2 separate regions of the Mus musculus genome follow, and region 2 is linked to region 1. Evidence: chromatin contacts called from public Hi-C data. All regions are on one chromosome and are shown on one strand. Each heading gives the region's core, a stretch centred on a gene start, on an enhancer-like site or on the middle of the called end of the contact. The rest is flanking DNA. Distances are from core to core; before and after follow the strand shown. Region 1 overlaps Gm34923 (a long non-coding RNA gene). Region 2 has its middle 38 kb from the start of Gm24434.

Region 1 (7,543 bases), core at 3,864-6,363:
GAAAATAAATCTTGCTTAATTCAACCAAAAGAATTTGGGTAGTGAGTGGTCTTTCCTTTCCTTTGTGGAATTAACGTAATTACTATAAATATAAAAGATGATGGAAGACACATGTACATCTGATGAGCATCATTTCCATTTGCTACAAGGTTAATTGCCCTAAGAGAACGCTGGGAAATTTGTAGTGAAAATAGAGTAGCACACTAAAAAATAATTAGAATGGTAGTAGGAGATCATAACACAAGTGACCGTGGAGTGGTAGTCTGGGTAACAGTTGGGCTTTGAGGAACTATTTCAGAACCTCCATAAACATTCCTGTTTTTATGAATGAGACATGTGTGTGGGATTTGTCACAGTGTTTATGTCTGCAAAGCATCTTGGCCATGCTACTCATGTGCTTGGAAGCTTACTGACATAATATTAGAGACACAGTTTTTAGTTACAACATTTATACTGGGAAAGTACTCCTGTTAGCATAATGAAGCCGCATTCTACAGTGTTTGCTATTATTTCATTTATCCATACTAGAAGCTTTAGTGATTCTATTTTGAATTTAAAAATTGAGGATTTCATGCATGAAGTTCTATCATATTTGCATCTTTTTTTATTCCTTCATTTTCCTTTCAAAATCTCCCCATGTCTTCCATCTTATTTCTAAAATCATTACATCTATAATTACTGTTTCACACATACACACACACACATACACACACACACACACACACACACACACATTATTGAGTTCAATTATTGCTTCCTGTTGTACCAATGATTATGGCTGACCACTTGGGATTAGAAAACTGATCAAGGGTGTTGTTTCTGGAGAAAACGGATTCTCCTTCCCTCAGCAGCCATTGATTCCCATTGTAAGGTTGGAACTTATAACATATTTTCCATCCATGTAGTCGACCTTGGTCAGTCAAATGTATTGTTGACACTTTATGGGGGCAATATCTCTGTTACATATGGAAGATACTATCTCATAGCAGGCTTCAGAGTCCTCTCACTCTCAGTCTTTTCCTCTATCTTCTCTGCTATCCCAAAGCATTAAAGCAAACTCACAGACAAATAGAAGAGAACAATGAATACACCTGATCATCAAACACTAAGGTCCTAAAAGCACAGACTAAGTCTGTAGTTTTTCCAATATTATGCTGGAGACATTGTCTATCAACACGAAGAAGAATGAAACCACAATCTCTCATTGTGTACAAATGTAAATTGAAAATATATTGAAGACACATAAAACACGATTATGAAATCATTGAAAAAAAACATGGAGGAGACATTTGAGAGTATTCAAATGCACAAGGATTTTCTGGATATGATTCCAAAAGCATAGGTCATGGAATGTAAAAGTAGTTAAGTAAGCTTATGTCAGGTTGAAACCAGAGAGTATGCCTGCCTCTCAAGTCAAAGGCCAGTGTGAAGATAGCGCTCACAGAATGTGGGAAAACATTCACATAATTCTGATGAATGCATGTTAGTGCCTGGCTTGCTTCTGCCATTATCTACAGTTTTGAATCTAGTGTTTAGGGTATAGTCCCATCTACCACCAAAATGAATATTCCCACATCATTAACATAATCAAGATATTTTTCCGCAGGCCTGACACTCAGATGACTCTAGGTTCTGTCAAGTTGACATAATAAGCACTAATTATCATCAAAACAAAACAAAGCAAAACAAAACAAAAAAAGAAAGGAAAAAAAAAAACCAAACCCAACCAACCAAACTAACAAAAACCCCAAACCAAACCAAATAAAAAAATCCCCTCAAACCTTTGCTTTTATTTAGCTATTTTGAAATAATGACAGGATTCCATGATGAACACAAAACAAGATACAAGGGAGATTTGAAGTTCTGTGGTCTCTTCCTTGTGTGCTTTTGATTCAACTAGATCCTGCTGAATGAGTTAGGGTGTTAGTAGAGTGCACTGTTTTAAGGGAAATGGAGTTCAGTGTACATGATCTACCAAAGCATTGAGTGGAGCCCTGAAAGACGGAGCCTGCACGTGAATCTCTTCTATTGCCTCTCCACACAGTACTTCCCAGGTGTGTAATGCCCCTTGTCAGGTCATTATATGTATGTCTTAATTTCAAAAACACCCTGGAAGGAAATGGCATTACTTTCATTGTTGATGTGATTAAACTGAGACATGTGGTGGGTATTTGAGTGGCCTAGGATAAAGTAAGCCATGAAGAAATAGCCCCATCAGAGGAATGGATACAGAAAATGTGATACATTTACACAATGGAGTACTACTCAGCAATTAAAAACAGTGAATTTATGAAATTCTTAGACAAATGGATGGATCTGGAGGATATCATCCTGAGTGAGGTAACCCAATCACAAAAGAACACACATGATATGTACTTACTGATAAGCAGATATTAGCCCAGAATCTTAGACTACCCAAGATACAATTTGCAAAACACATGAAACTCAAGATGAAGGAAGACCAAAGTGTGGATACTTTGTTTCTTCTTAGAAGGGGGAACAAAATACCCATGGAGCAAGTTACAGAGACAAAGTTCAGAGCTGTGACAGAAGAAAGGACCATCCAGAGACTGCCCAACTGGGGATCCATCTCATATACAACCACCAAACCCAGACAGTATTGCACATGCCAGCAAGATTTATCTGACAGGACCCTGATATATTTATCTCTTGTGAGGCTAGGCCAGTGCCTGGCAAATACAGAAGTGGATGCTCACAGTCATCTATAGGATGGAACACAGGACTCCTAATGAAGGAGCTAGAGAAAGTAACCAAGAAGCTAAAGGGGTCTGCAACCCTAGAGGATGATCAACAATATGAACTAACCAGTACCCACCAGAACTGTGTTTCTAGTTGCATATGTAGCAGAAGATGGCAGGTTCTCTTTAGGGCATGCCAGCTGTGCTATGGTTATGGAGTCTCTGTTGAGGATGTTCCATTTTACGTCTATAGCAACTTACCCTTTCTGCTTTTCAAAGCACGTATTCAATTTATTTGCTCATGTTGGATGGTATGAGAAAACATGCAGCCAACTTCTTAAACCAGCATCTATTTCATCTTTGTAGAAAGACAATAATAGTGCATACATATATATATATATACATGTATATATATAATTAATATAATAAAGCATTTTAAGATGAAAGCAGGAATCTCACAATTCACAGTTGAAAAACATGCCATTTAGTTTATTTATTCCATGTTCGCCTGTCAAATTGTCAAAATACATTAATGCTTTCATATTTAAATAAGCACAGTATATTAAGGAGTAATTTGTCGCTGAAGTGGCCAAGTATCCCCCAAGCAGCAAGAAGTTGACATTCAAAAGTTAGAAAAATATTTATAATGTAAGTGATTTTCTTAAAATGTAGTATAATATAGGAACAGTAAAATATTAAGACAAATGAAAACATAAATGTTGAGAATTCGGCATCATAAAGTCTCTGAAACCATCCCAGGACTAGCTTTCCTTTCTGTTGTGGTGCTCAGATTTCTAGCACCACAGGGCTGTTTATCTCCAGCTAAAGTGACTGGCTGTGGTGCTGATCACTATAGATAGTACAGATTAACAGAACTTGAAACAGTCTTTACAAAGAAATCCCTTTAAATCTTATGTCAAAGTGAACGTCTCAGGATATCTTAGAAAAGGTTAAAACGTTTCGGGTAGATGCAGACATTCTAACTTATGCTCTCGTATTCTCTATCATGCTCCCAGAAAGCTGTGCCAGAAAACTGCTGGAGATGGTTAGAAGACTGCAAATGAAAGGCAGGCAGAATGAGAAAGTGCTCAAAAGCAAGTGGCCCTGTTAGCCTTGCCAGGTCCCCATCACCCTATAACGTAGATGGCTGCCCCTCCTTCATTCAGAGGAGCTTAATGCTTCAGCAGGTTAGCACTATCTCTCATGACTGAGGAAACTGATGGACTAGACAGATAATATGGTGATGCAAATAAATGTCCCCCTAGCACAAGCTGATGTAAATAAAAGTCCCCCTACCCCCCTACCACAGCTGGTGCCAAGTACTGTGATGAATACTGTGGTGAAGGAAGGCAGCTGCCACCCACCCACCAACTATTGGCTAATTTGGGCTCTGTCACCTGGTGACATATCAGTCCATGTCAGATTGCCATTTACTATACTATATAGGAGGAAAACTTGTGGTACCCAGACAGTTCTGAGCCTTGTGTGGTCATGTCCATAGGTTCACTGCTCTGGGTGAATTGTCACAGCCGACCGGAGCCTTGATGCTCAGAGAGTGCTCTGGAGTCTCGCACAATGCCTGGGAAGAGCTCACAAGCAAAGGTGGGAGAACTTGCCGTTCCCCCACTTCCCAATCCACTGTGAAGCAAATCAAATGGAAAGCCTGCGTGGTTGTTGCTCCACTTTCCCTACTTGATTCACTTTCCTGAAAACTGTTTCTGGAGATTTTCCTCAGGCACAACTCAACTGTGGGACCAAAGCCCCACAGAAAGAAGTAGAACTGATTTGGTGTTTTACATTCTAGGTTCAAAGAAATGACAGGCTGACTCTAGATGGAGGAGCAGGTGAGTAGTCACAAAGGAGTCCCTTTCCCTTAGAGGCCCAGTCACCTGTCATTCAAATGAGTGGTGTTCTAGAAACAATGTGGTACACAGTGTGTTCCAGGCCTGCTTTGTTACAAGGAGCAGCAGGCAGGGAAGAAAGGGTACAAACTCCATGGGCTTCTCAGTGGGGAGAATTTGCGAGACTGCAGGCGCTCACTGAATCAGTCCTGTGCTCACTCTCCTGTTCTCTTCTCTCCAAGGAATCTCCCCACAGGAGCTGCGATCTGTCCCTTCTCAGGGACTCCCATTGCTCTAGGCATTATTTTCTCTGCGATAGGACTGGAGTAGAGCAGACTTGAATGCTGGGATTATAGGCATGCACCGCCTTGCAAACTCGCTCTCACAGCTTTTAGAAGAAGATCCTTGATTGCAATGTGTGCACTTATTAACGGAAAATTTCCCGAAAAGTCACTGGTGAATGAGATAGCCCCAAAGGAAACGAGATTTTTTTATTCCATGTATGCCTGTCAATTGGTCGCACTGCTGAGTGAAAGATGTTGCTGTAGAGTGGGAACGCTTTAAGTAGGAAGCACAGGTTCTGTTGTACTACGCTGACACCTAGTGGCCACATGAAAGCATACATCGGAAGGTATTGTCTATGGAAGCCTTATGTGCCATTTAGATGCCTAGTTAAGGAGTGCCATGTTTTAAAAGACTACAAGCCAATGAAGTGATTTAAAGGGTGAAAACATGATTTCTTCTTTGCCTCTCAAAAAAACAAACAAAACAAAACAAAACAAAAAACCAACCAAACAAAAAAAAAAAAACCCAAACTTATCAAAGCCTAATGCACCCATTTCGAAATTACTGTCTGCCTTCTTGTATTACAGTTATTACAGTTTGCATCTGTGGATCTATCTATCTATCTATCTATCTATCTATCTATCTATCTATCTACTTATTATTGTCTTTTTCTTCTATCTGTAACATGACTCTGTCCATGCTAAAAATGATATTGTGAAATGTAGAGTCAACGTAGGTACACAAAGTGCTTTCAGCCAATACCTACTTTTTTCTTTCTGCCTCTGGAGTGGAAATGGCTTCTGTCTTTCTTCCGTCCTTGCTGTCGTCACCAAATACCAGAAATGGCAGAGAGGTCAGCTGTAAATCACAGCCTTTAATTGACAAGTGCAAGTTTCGCTTTCTCCTTCCTGTCTGGTCAGCAAAGGGTGCAGGGATCCCTAGAGTCCCTTCAGACCCTGCTTATATACACAGACAACACACAGATTGTGAGTAACTGATAAAGCAATCAACAATCATACTGGCTTCCTTATTTCCTTAGTTCATACCGACAACACAGCAGTCTGGATTTTGACAGCTCCTTCCCAAACCCCCATTTACCATTGGCTTTTGGCTCCACCGCACATGCAGAATCGGAACTTAATCACAGAGCAACAGTTGGAAATCTTAGGCATTTCCACTAATCCAGACACCACCCTCTCTTTGCACTCAACTCTTCAACCATGGTGTGTAAAACTACAACATTCAGTTCAAACATTTTCCGTTTTAATTTGAAGTGATAAAAATTCCTGATTTTTATAGCAAGAATGTAGTGCTATAAGCATGTAATGTTTTCAAGTATGTGAAAGTACATAGGCCAGATTATTTGAAATGCCCTAAAATAGGATAACCCCTCTGCTCTTTTCACCCTTTAAATCACATTGCTAGTTTGTAGTCGCTAGGTGGCAGAACCATGCTCTTAAAGAATGAACATTTTATCTTGAGATAGTTGCGGGTTCATGAGCAATTGTAAGTAACAACACAGACAGAGCTTTATTTGTTATTTATTGGTCTTCTTCAAGGGTAACATCACAAAAAACTCTAACACAATATAATAACCAGGACATGAATGTTGCCTTATTCATGAATCAGCCTTATTCAGATTACCCTAGATTCACTTGTACAGTGTGTCCGTGAAATTTATGGAATGATATCATATGTAGAAATTCATGGATCCACCAAGAAAGTCAATAGATAGAAGTTTCATCTCTATCTATTCATGCTACCCTCTCATAGCCTTTTCATGCTCTCTCCACCACCCTTACCTCTATTTTATGTTTTATATTTTATGTACGTTCACATGTGCATCAGTACTCTTGTGTCTGGAGGAGAGTTTCCTTGGAGTCATCTCCCCATCTTGGGCTTTTACAATCTTTCCATCTCTTCCTTCTCCTCTTCCTCTTCCTCCTCCTCCTTTTCCTCTTTGACCTTTGGTCCATGAGGGGAGAAATTTAATAGAGACATACTATTTAGGGTTAAGTTCTCTAACATCTCTTACTCTCTGCACATTGTCCACTTACGGGTCTTTGGACTCACTATTATCTATTGTCAGAAGGAACTTCTGTGATGTGAGTTAAGTGATTCACCAATCTGTGGGTATAGCAATGTGTCATTAGGAATCATTTTCTTTCTATGCTCCTTTGGCAAAACAAGAGTATTAGGCTTTCTTTAGGGCCTGTGACCTATATAGTCTCATGTTCTTGGCCCTTTTAACAGTATCATGTGCGATTTCATCTCATGAAATGGGCCTTAAATCTAATTAAAGGGTCGGTGGTCACCTCTATAACATTTGTGTTACCATTGTATATAGCACATTTTCTTAATTTCTAATGGATGCAGGAGTCCCAGCTCACTTTGGGCAGTGCCCCGAGTAGTAAAAGAAAAGGAGTTGAACACGATTCAGAAAAACTAAGAAGAGTTTCCTATGGTTTCTCCTTGAGTTGCTGTCTCGCAGTGATAGATTATAAATTGTAAAATGAAATGACTCTTTTTTTTTCTCCAAGTTGCATTTAGTTGGTATTTTATCATGTCATCTGGGAAGTAAACTTAGATAATTTGGTTATGAAAAATGGCCAAATTTTTATATATTAGTTGATCAGTTTCTCTGCATATTAGATGGCAATTGTGTTGACATTTGTCATTTGTATGAATGTGTATGCTGTCTCCTTGTAGTTTGGTTTG
Region 2 (7,100 bases), core at 901-3,400, 150 kb before region 1:
TCAAAAAATTTGGCCCATAATTGTTCCTGTCTGAAAGAACTACAGGGACAAAAATGGAGAAGGGCCTGAGGAAAAGGAGGTCCAAGAACAGAGTCCAAATTAGAATCCAGCTCAAGGGGGAGGCCCCAAGGCTTGACACTATTACTGATGCTATTGTGTGTTTACAAACAGGGGCTATCACGACTGCCCTCTGAAAGAGCCAACCAGCAGCTGAAAGAGTCAGATGCAGATATTTGCACCCAACCAATGGACTGAAGCTGGTGATCCCTGTGGTTGGATTAGGGAAAAGCTGGAAGAAGCTGAGGAGGAGGGTGACACTGTAGGAAGACCACCAGTCTCAACTAACCTGAACCCCTGAGATCGCTCAGATGCTGAGCAACCAACCAGTGAGCATACACCAGCTGATATGTGGCCCCTGGAACATATACAGCAGAGAACTGCTGTGTCTAGACTCAGTCAGAGAAGATGCACCTAACCCTTGAGAGACCTGGGGCCCCAGGGAGTGGGGAGGTCTGGTGGTGTGGTTGAGGGGGATATCCTTGTGGAGACAGGAGGAGGTGTGGGGAGGAGGAGTGGGATGTGGGACAGTGAGGGTGGACCTGGAGGGGGATAAAGTCTGGACTGTAAAAAGAGATTAAAGAATAAATTTAAAAAGACGGCCTCAAAGGGGCTATGACAAAAGTGAGCAGCAGCCTCTGGAATTATACTTTGCAGAAGCTTACCACTGACGGCCCTAGGACTTACCACCTCAATTATATGCTTCATTTCTTTCTTTTTTATTGGATATTTTCTTTATTTACATTTCAAATGTTATCCCTTTTCCAGCTTTCCCCTCCAAAACCCTCTATCCACTCCCACCTCCCCATGCTCAACAACCCACCCATACCTGCTTCCTGGCCCTAGCATTAACCTATACTAGGACATGGAACTTTCACAGGACCAAGAGCTTCTCCTCCCATTGATGACCAACTAGGCAGTCCTCTGCTACTTACGCAGCTAAAGCCATGAGTCCCAGTATGTGTTTTCTTTGGTTGGTGGCTTAGTTCCTGGGAGCTCTGGAGATGCTGGTCACTTCATATTGTTGTTCTTCCTATGGGGCTGCAAGACCCTTAAACTCCTAGGGTACTTTCTCTAGCTCCTTCATTGAGGACCCTGTGCTCTGTGTAAGGGATGACTGTGAGCAACCATAAGGAAAATTTTTACATCAAGAGTCACATGAATTAAATGTAACTGCAAAACTGGCTTGTCCATGTGTTCTATAGAAAAATAGGGAAACAGAGGACTAATATAAAGAATTGTATTGGCCCTGGGTGAAGGTGATGAAGGTCCCTTTTAGCTATAGTTTCTCCACTGTATTTAAAAGGTCTTTTTGCAGTTGTATTGAGAACAAATGGAGCTATTGTGTGGTGAAAACTATTGGAAGAGCTTTAGTGGAATACTTTGTGTGGGTGTAGGGTGAAGTTCAATAAATAAAATATTGGAAAGAGAAGGCAAAAACATAAGTATGAGCATAATAAGAAAGAAAGAGAGATCAAATGGAGGAGCCCGAGTATGCAGAAACCTTAGTCTTTATGGCTCATTTCAAATCTATTATCATTTGCAGGCATAGAAGCAACATTGTTTGAGGAGGACACAAATCTATCCTTAGCAGCAGTCTGGTCTAGTCCTGTTTTAATTTTCGAGCACTGCAGCAGTCATTGAGTCCAGCTGGTCCTGAAGGATGTTAAGCAGATCAGAGCTGACAAGAGAGATGGGTTAATTGATGTAAAGATAGCTTCAGTCTAGCTGTTTTCGTTTTTTTTGAGTCCCTAAAATGAAGTCCAGTATGGCAAGAAGAGGGATGATGGATGGCCCATGGCCCATTAGTCCCCTTTAGAGATCAGCCAAAGTGCTTTCAGGCGTTTGGGAGTGTTGATCTCTTGGCAACAGCTTCATAGCTGACTGATAAGCGATAAAGGAAGTGGCAGTTAGAGTTCTTCATAAAAGGGCCTCTAAGGGGCCATGATAAAACTTAACAGTTGTTAAAGACCTAGATCATAAGTCAGGAGGCAATAAACTGTACAACTTCTTTCCTTGGGAGCATTAAGTAGCAAAGTTATACGAGGATAACTTTTACATCAGGATTAACAAGAGTTAAGTGCAAGCACGCAACTGGCTTGTCCAAGTGTCTTGTAGAAGGACACAGTAATTGTAATTAGTTGTTTGTGACATTAGTCTCCTGCATAAGGAACAAATACCTGGAAGATTTTAAAAGCGGTCAATTAAAATCATCATCCAATGCATGACTTGGATCAGAAAGTGTCTAAGTGATATTCCCTCCTTTCACAGAGTGTCTTTGTTAGGGTTTCTATTTCTATAAAGAGACGCAGTGACCACAGAAACTCTTTTCAAAGAAAGCATTTCATTGGGGCTAGCTTACAGTTTCAGAGGTTTAGACCGTTATCATTATGGTGGGAAGCAAAGTGGCATGTAGGTAGACATGGTGCTGGAGAGGTAGCTGAATTCTACATCTGGATCTGAAGGCAATAGGAAGTAACTGAGCTATTAAGCCTGGTCTTGAGATTTTTAGAGCACAAAACCCACCCCACAGTGACACATTTCCTCCTACAAGGCCACATCAAATCCTACAAGACCACACCCCCTAATAATACCACTCCCTATTGACCAAGCATCCAAATACTTCAATTATGGGAGCCATTCCTATTCAAACCACCACCATATGAACATTACATATTTGTTTAAAGTATTAGCAATATCAGCAATTACTGAATGAATTTCAAGTAAAATACAATTATTGATTAGAAAAAATTTGTAAGGTAAAAATTTAAATGGAGATTATTACTTTAAATGTCTGTATCTAGTGTTTGAAAACATCTCTTAATACGTATTTTGTTACCATCAATATATATATATATATATACATATATATATATATATATATATATATATTCCAAGATTATGTAGTAAATATAAGACCACAGAAAGAGATAATTATTTTTCCTGAAAAGAAATGATTTTCCCTTTCTAATTTAAAAGTATGCTTTCAAAGACTGATTGCTTTGTCAAGTGCAAATGATTCACTTTATAAAATTTTCTAAAATTAGCCTTATTGATGGAACCTTTTAAAAAATTTTTTACATTTTCATTCCATACATTCAACCCACAGATAAAAGATGAAAGCAGTCAGTCATGATAAATCTGTAACAAACGATTTACATGTAATAGGGATGGAATTAACATAGAAGGAGAAGGCCAACTCTTTACTCCTTTTGTCTCCAGGTCATCATACACTGACCCCAGCATGCATATTTCTTAACATCAGTATATTTAAAAATCAATTGAGTCTTTAGAGGCATAATTTGTAAAGCAAGATAACTAAATTAAATGAGCTATAGCAAACATTGACTTTTAGATTTTCTTAGAAAACATCTACAAGTATAATTATCAAAGCCTGCATACTCATTGTAGGCTTCAAGGTAAGAATACAGGGCCTGGCTATTTTTTATGACTCAATTTCTTTTAGTAGCTAATGCTTAACTAAGATAGCAAAAAATGCCACAGTTTTGTTTTGTTTTGTAATACCCACTCTTAAGAGAAACCATCTTGGAAGCCTGGTTTTGCCTCCTTAGTTTAAAAAAGGGAATATAATGGTAAGTAAAGGGAGACCATAAGATCACCTTAAGAGCAAGGTGATGATAAAGTCATGTGTCATGTGTCTATCCTGATGAGGTCACAAGCCAAGATGGCAACAAGCCATATGGTCATTAGTTAAATACATCATATATTATAGCAGATTAAGATAATCTACATATAGATTTTTAACTATTAACCCCTTCTTATTACAGATTTTAAGCTAACTTTTAATTTTACAAGTCTTAATAATAATCCTCAATGAAAGTATAAATACTAAGATGAAAAAAGTTATGCTTTCACAAAAAAAAAAAAAAATCTTTAAAGATAGTGAACAAAACCAGGGAAAAATGGGGAGAATTCAAAGAGTTAGATAACTGGCCATTTATAACGTCTATGGGAAATAATTTACTTCTTAGTAACAACTCATGAACAAAGTCTTTTCCTAGGCTGTTTTGTTTTTCTCTCCTTCAACTTGTCACAGAGTCAGGTGGCCAGCTTAACCTAGGAGAGAGATTTTGGAGGAAATTTTTAAACAAACATGATGGGGTCAGGACCAGACAGGCCAAATTCCAACTCCAGAGTCAGCTTTCTCAATAAAGTAGAACAGCCTGAAAAAATTTTTCAATATTATTCATACCCAAAAGACATCTGAATCTTTGTAAGAGAGAATCCAGTGATTATATATCCAAAATCAGCTTGTGTGTGTCTGCAGATGAGACAGACCATCTGAAATGCTTTTGCCACTTAGGTGTTTGTCTTAGTCAGTGTTCTATTGCTGTGAAGAGATACCATGGCCATGGCAAAACTATAAAGGACAGCACCTAATTGGGGCTTAGTTACAGTTTCAGAGATTTAGTCCATTGTTATGAGAGTGGAGAGCCTGGCAGCATACTGGCAGACACTATGCTGGAGAGGTAGCTGAGAGTTCTACACCCAGATTCACTGGTAGCAGAAGAAAGAATAACACTGGACCTAGCTTGGGCTTTCTGAAACCTCAAAGCCCACCTCCAGTGTGGCCTCCAAAAAGACTACAATGTTAAATATGCAAGTAGGATTTTTCAGGCTTAAAGAGGCAGAAACACAAGTAGGACAAATATAAGACACAAGAGGCATCAGGCAAACAACCCCTATGCTATCTAAGTTCACAATGCATACAATGCTATCTAGTTAGCAATGCAGACAAGTTTAGAAACATTCTGATGCTAAGTGTTGCTTTAAGCCAGTACTTTGACAAAGATTCAAGTGAACTGTTAGTTTTATGGGGAAGGGGATCCAGACTCTCTGTCATTTTATCTTATGGAATTGTCTAAATTGGTTTAGACATTAAAAATTGAAAGTTCTGAATTTGGGCCAGTATTAGCCATTTGTCCAATATATACTAAGGATATATTTACATTGAAGAGTGAAGAAGAGTTGCTGGTTTCAATTCTATAAAAAATTTGGAGTGGATGAAGGGCAAGGACAAAACAGGGTGAATATTGTAATGGTTAAAATTAGGTTTTACATTTAAATAATTAAGAGATTATAAAACAGAAATGATTCCAATCTGTATGTCCCACTTGCACAAGGAAAAAAAGCTTCTTGGATTGCTAGGTTCTGTTTTTTTATATAAGATAACAAGCATGTGTGTTTGCTTCTGTAAACAAGCTTGGTTGCCCCAACTACACGGGATGTGCTTGAGCACAGGTAGGTAGAAGATACACAGGCAGGAAGTACATTAGAATGTATGCTTAACCTTGATTGGATGAAGGTGGATATAGGTAGCCTTGAGGGTTGTTTCATTTGTTTGCTTTGTTTTGTTTTTTATAGGCATCTGACTAAGCTGATTCCATACTCTGGGAATCCTGTGTATGGGCCTGGCCAATGTTCATCGTCCTAGTCTTGCTTCAAATTTGACTCAAAAATTGTGGCAGTGTTTTCATTCTTGCCTGGTGGGATTAACAATATCCAGTTGCTCAGAGTGTCCTCTAAATCTTGAAGTGGCCAAATACACCTGGAAATATACAGGGACTTTCCCAACCATGACAGTCTCCAGGTTAAAAAATCACAGGGCCAGGGCAAGGTTCTGAGAATTTGGGGCTGTCAAGTGATTCTTGTAGCCATTGGAAAGTTTCCAGGCTTTGACTAAGCCAGTCTGAAGATGAACAGAAGAAAGCTCCAGTGAGCTCCCCAACCTAATTACAGTTCCTTTGAATTAGATCCAATGGGAGTAACTTGTCTTGCTGTTTTGCTAAATTACATGTTCTGTGGCTTCTGGCCTAACACTTTCAGGGGAAGGAAGAGAGAGAGAGAGAGAGAGAGAGAGAGAGAGAGAGAGAGAGAGAGAGAGAGAGAGAGAGAGAGAGAGAGAGGGAGAGAGAGAGAGAGAGAGAAGACAGCCTGAGACAAATCAGAGGTCCTGAAAAACCCTCAGGTCCTGGAATAAAAGCTTAAAGATCTTTGCCATAGGAAGGGGTAGGGTTAGGAGATGCCTTCCTGGGTCTTTTGGGATCATCATATTAGATTATCTAAAGCAGCTGGAGAGAGATGGGAAGGGGGAAAGAGAGGCTTGGCCTAACCTCAGGTGGAAATGTTTATGGGAAGAGGACAGACATCCTTATCGCCCATGTGTGTAGATGTCCAAAATGCCTACAGAAGAAGATGGATGTGGCCTCTTATAAGGGTGGAAATAACTTCCATAGTCTGCAAGGGAACCTGGGAAGTGTAGTCTTTCAGCAGGAAATTATCAGGGACTTTTAAAGCGGTACTATGTGCATTTTACACTATGAAATGGCCTTGAACTTTTGGAGAGCACAGGGCTGAATGTGAAGATTTTGGTGAGGAATTCCTCCCCCCTTTTAGGTTCATGAATTTGAATACTTGCTTCCTAGTTGGTCCTATTTAAGAAGGTGGTGGAAATTTTAGGAGGCAGAGCCTCATCCTATATATCAATGTTTTTTATATTGAAAGTTAAACTATAGAGAAAAAGTTCAATAAAGGAACTTTCATTTGGGAATGAACAAAGAAGCAGGGATATTATGCATAAGCCAGAATGCTGCAGAGTATCCAGAGAACCAAGTTAAAGTGGGGCTTTTGTTAGGACAGAGAAATCTCTGAAAGTTGTTTTGATAATAATTTCACTGGCACTTGTGGTGTTTGTCGAACTGGCAAAAGCTGACGGATTAGCATTGGCGGTTATTAGTAAAATGAGTCTTAAGATTATAATAGAGTTCTGCAAATAGTTTTTACACAAGAATGGTCTTAAATATAGGATAATTGTTTCTTGGATTGGTTCTTTGAGAATTCATTAGCAGGAAGCCAGTCAGTTTAAGTTTTTTTTGTTTTCATGGTCACTTCATATTTTAGTGGGCTACAGCAAAAATAACTATCTTTTGTTTAATTCATTTTTACATTTTCTCTTTTGAGTGTTCATCAATCTCAATATCTCTCTGTTTTCTTTGATTAATACTTAGTTGTGAAAAGGACCC

The links. A called contact is a pair of places that touch in the nucleus more often than the background predicts.
Region 2: a Hi-C map of the N1E-115 cell line shows a contact between it and region 1, with 8 times the contacts expected there. The contact joins two enhancer-like sites. A contact is called at or near these places in 1 of 15 datasets of contacts at CTCF or cohesin (large pre-B cells), 95 of 484 Hi-C or Micro-C datasets (the AML12 cell line, the AtT-20 cell line, the Ba/F3 cell line and 53 more), 6 of 115 datasets of contacts at active chromatin or transcription factors (astrocytes, embryonic stem cells, epiblast stem cells and 2 more) and 1 of 9 other capture datasets (embryonic stem cells).

Annotation. Positions count from the first base shown.
Region 1 is chr12:39,507,736-39,515,278 of GRCm38.p6, reverse strand. Gm34923 (a long non-coding RNA gene) reads left to right here. Exons shown (of 3, transcript XR_381461.2): 2 at 4,504-4,543. Among named protein-coding and RNA genes, the nearest start is that of Gm34923, 15 kb to the left of the region's middle. Within about 2 kb of position 5,113, at least 18 of the 459 cell types and tissues checked have an H3K27ac peak or open chromatin away from gene starts, as enhancers often do. A contact at or near this core is called in the N1E-115 cell line, where this site is marked.
Region 2 is chr12:39,655,446-39,662,545 of GRCm38.p6, reverse strand. No RefSeq gene overlaps it. Among named protein-coding and RNA genes, the nearest start is that of Gm24434, 38 kb to the right of the region's middle. Within about 2 kb of position 2,150, at least 2 of the 459 cell types and tissues checked have an H3K27ac peak or open chromatin away from gene starts, as enhancers often do. A contact at or near this core is called in the N1E-115 cell line, where this site is marked.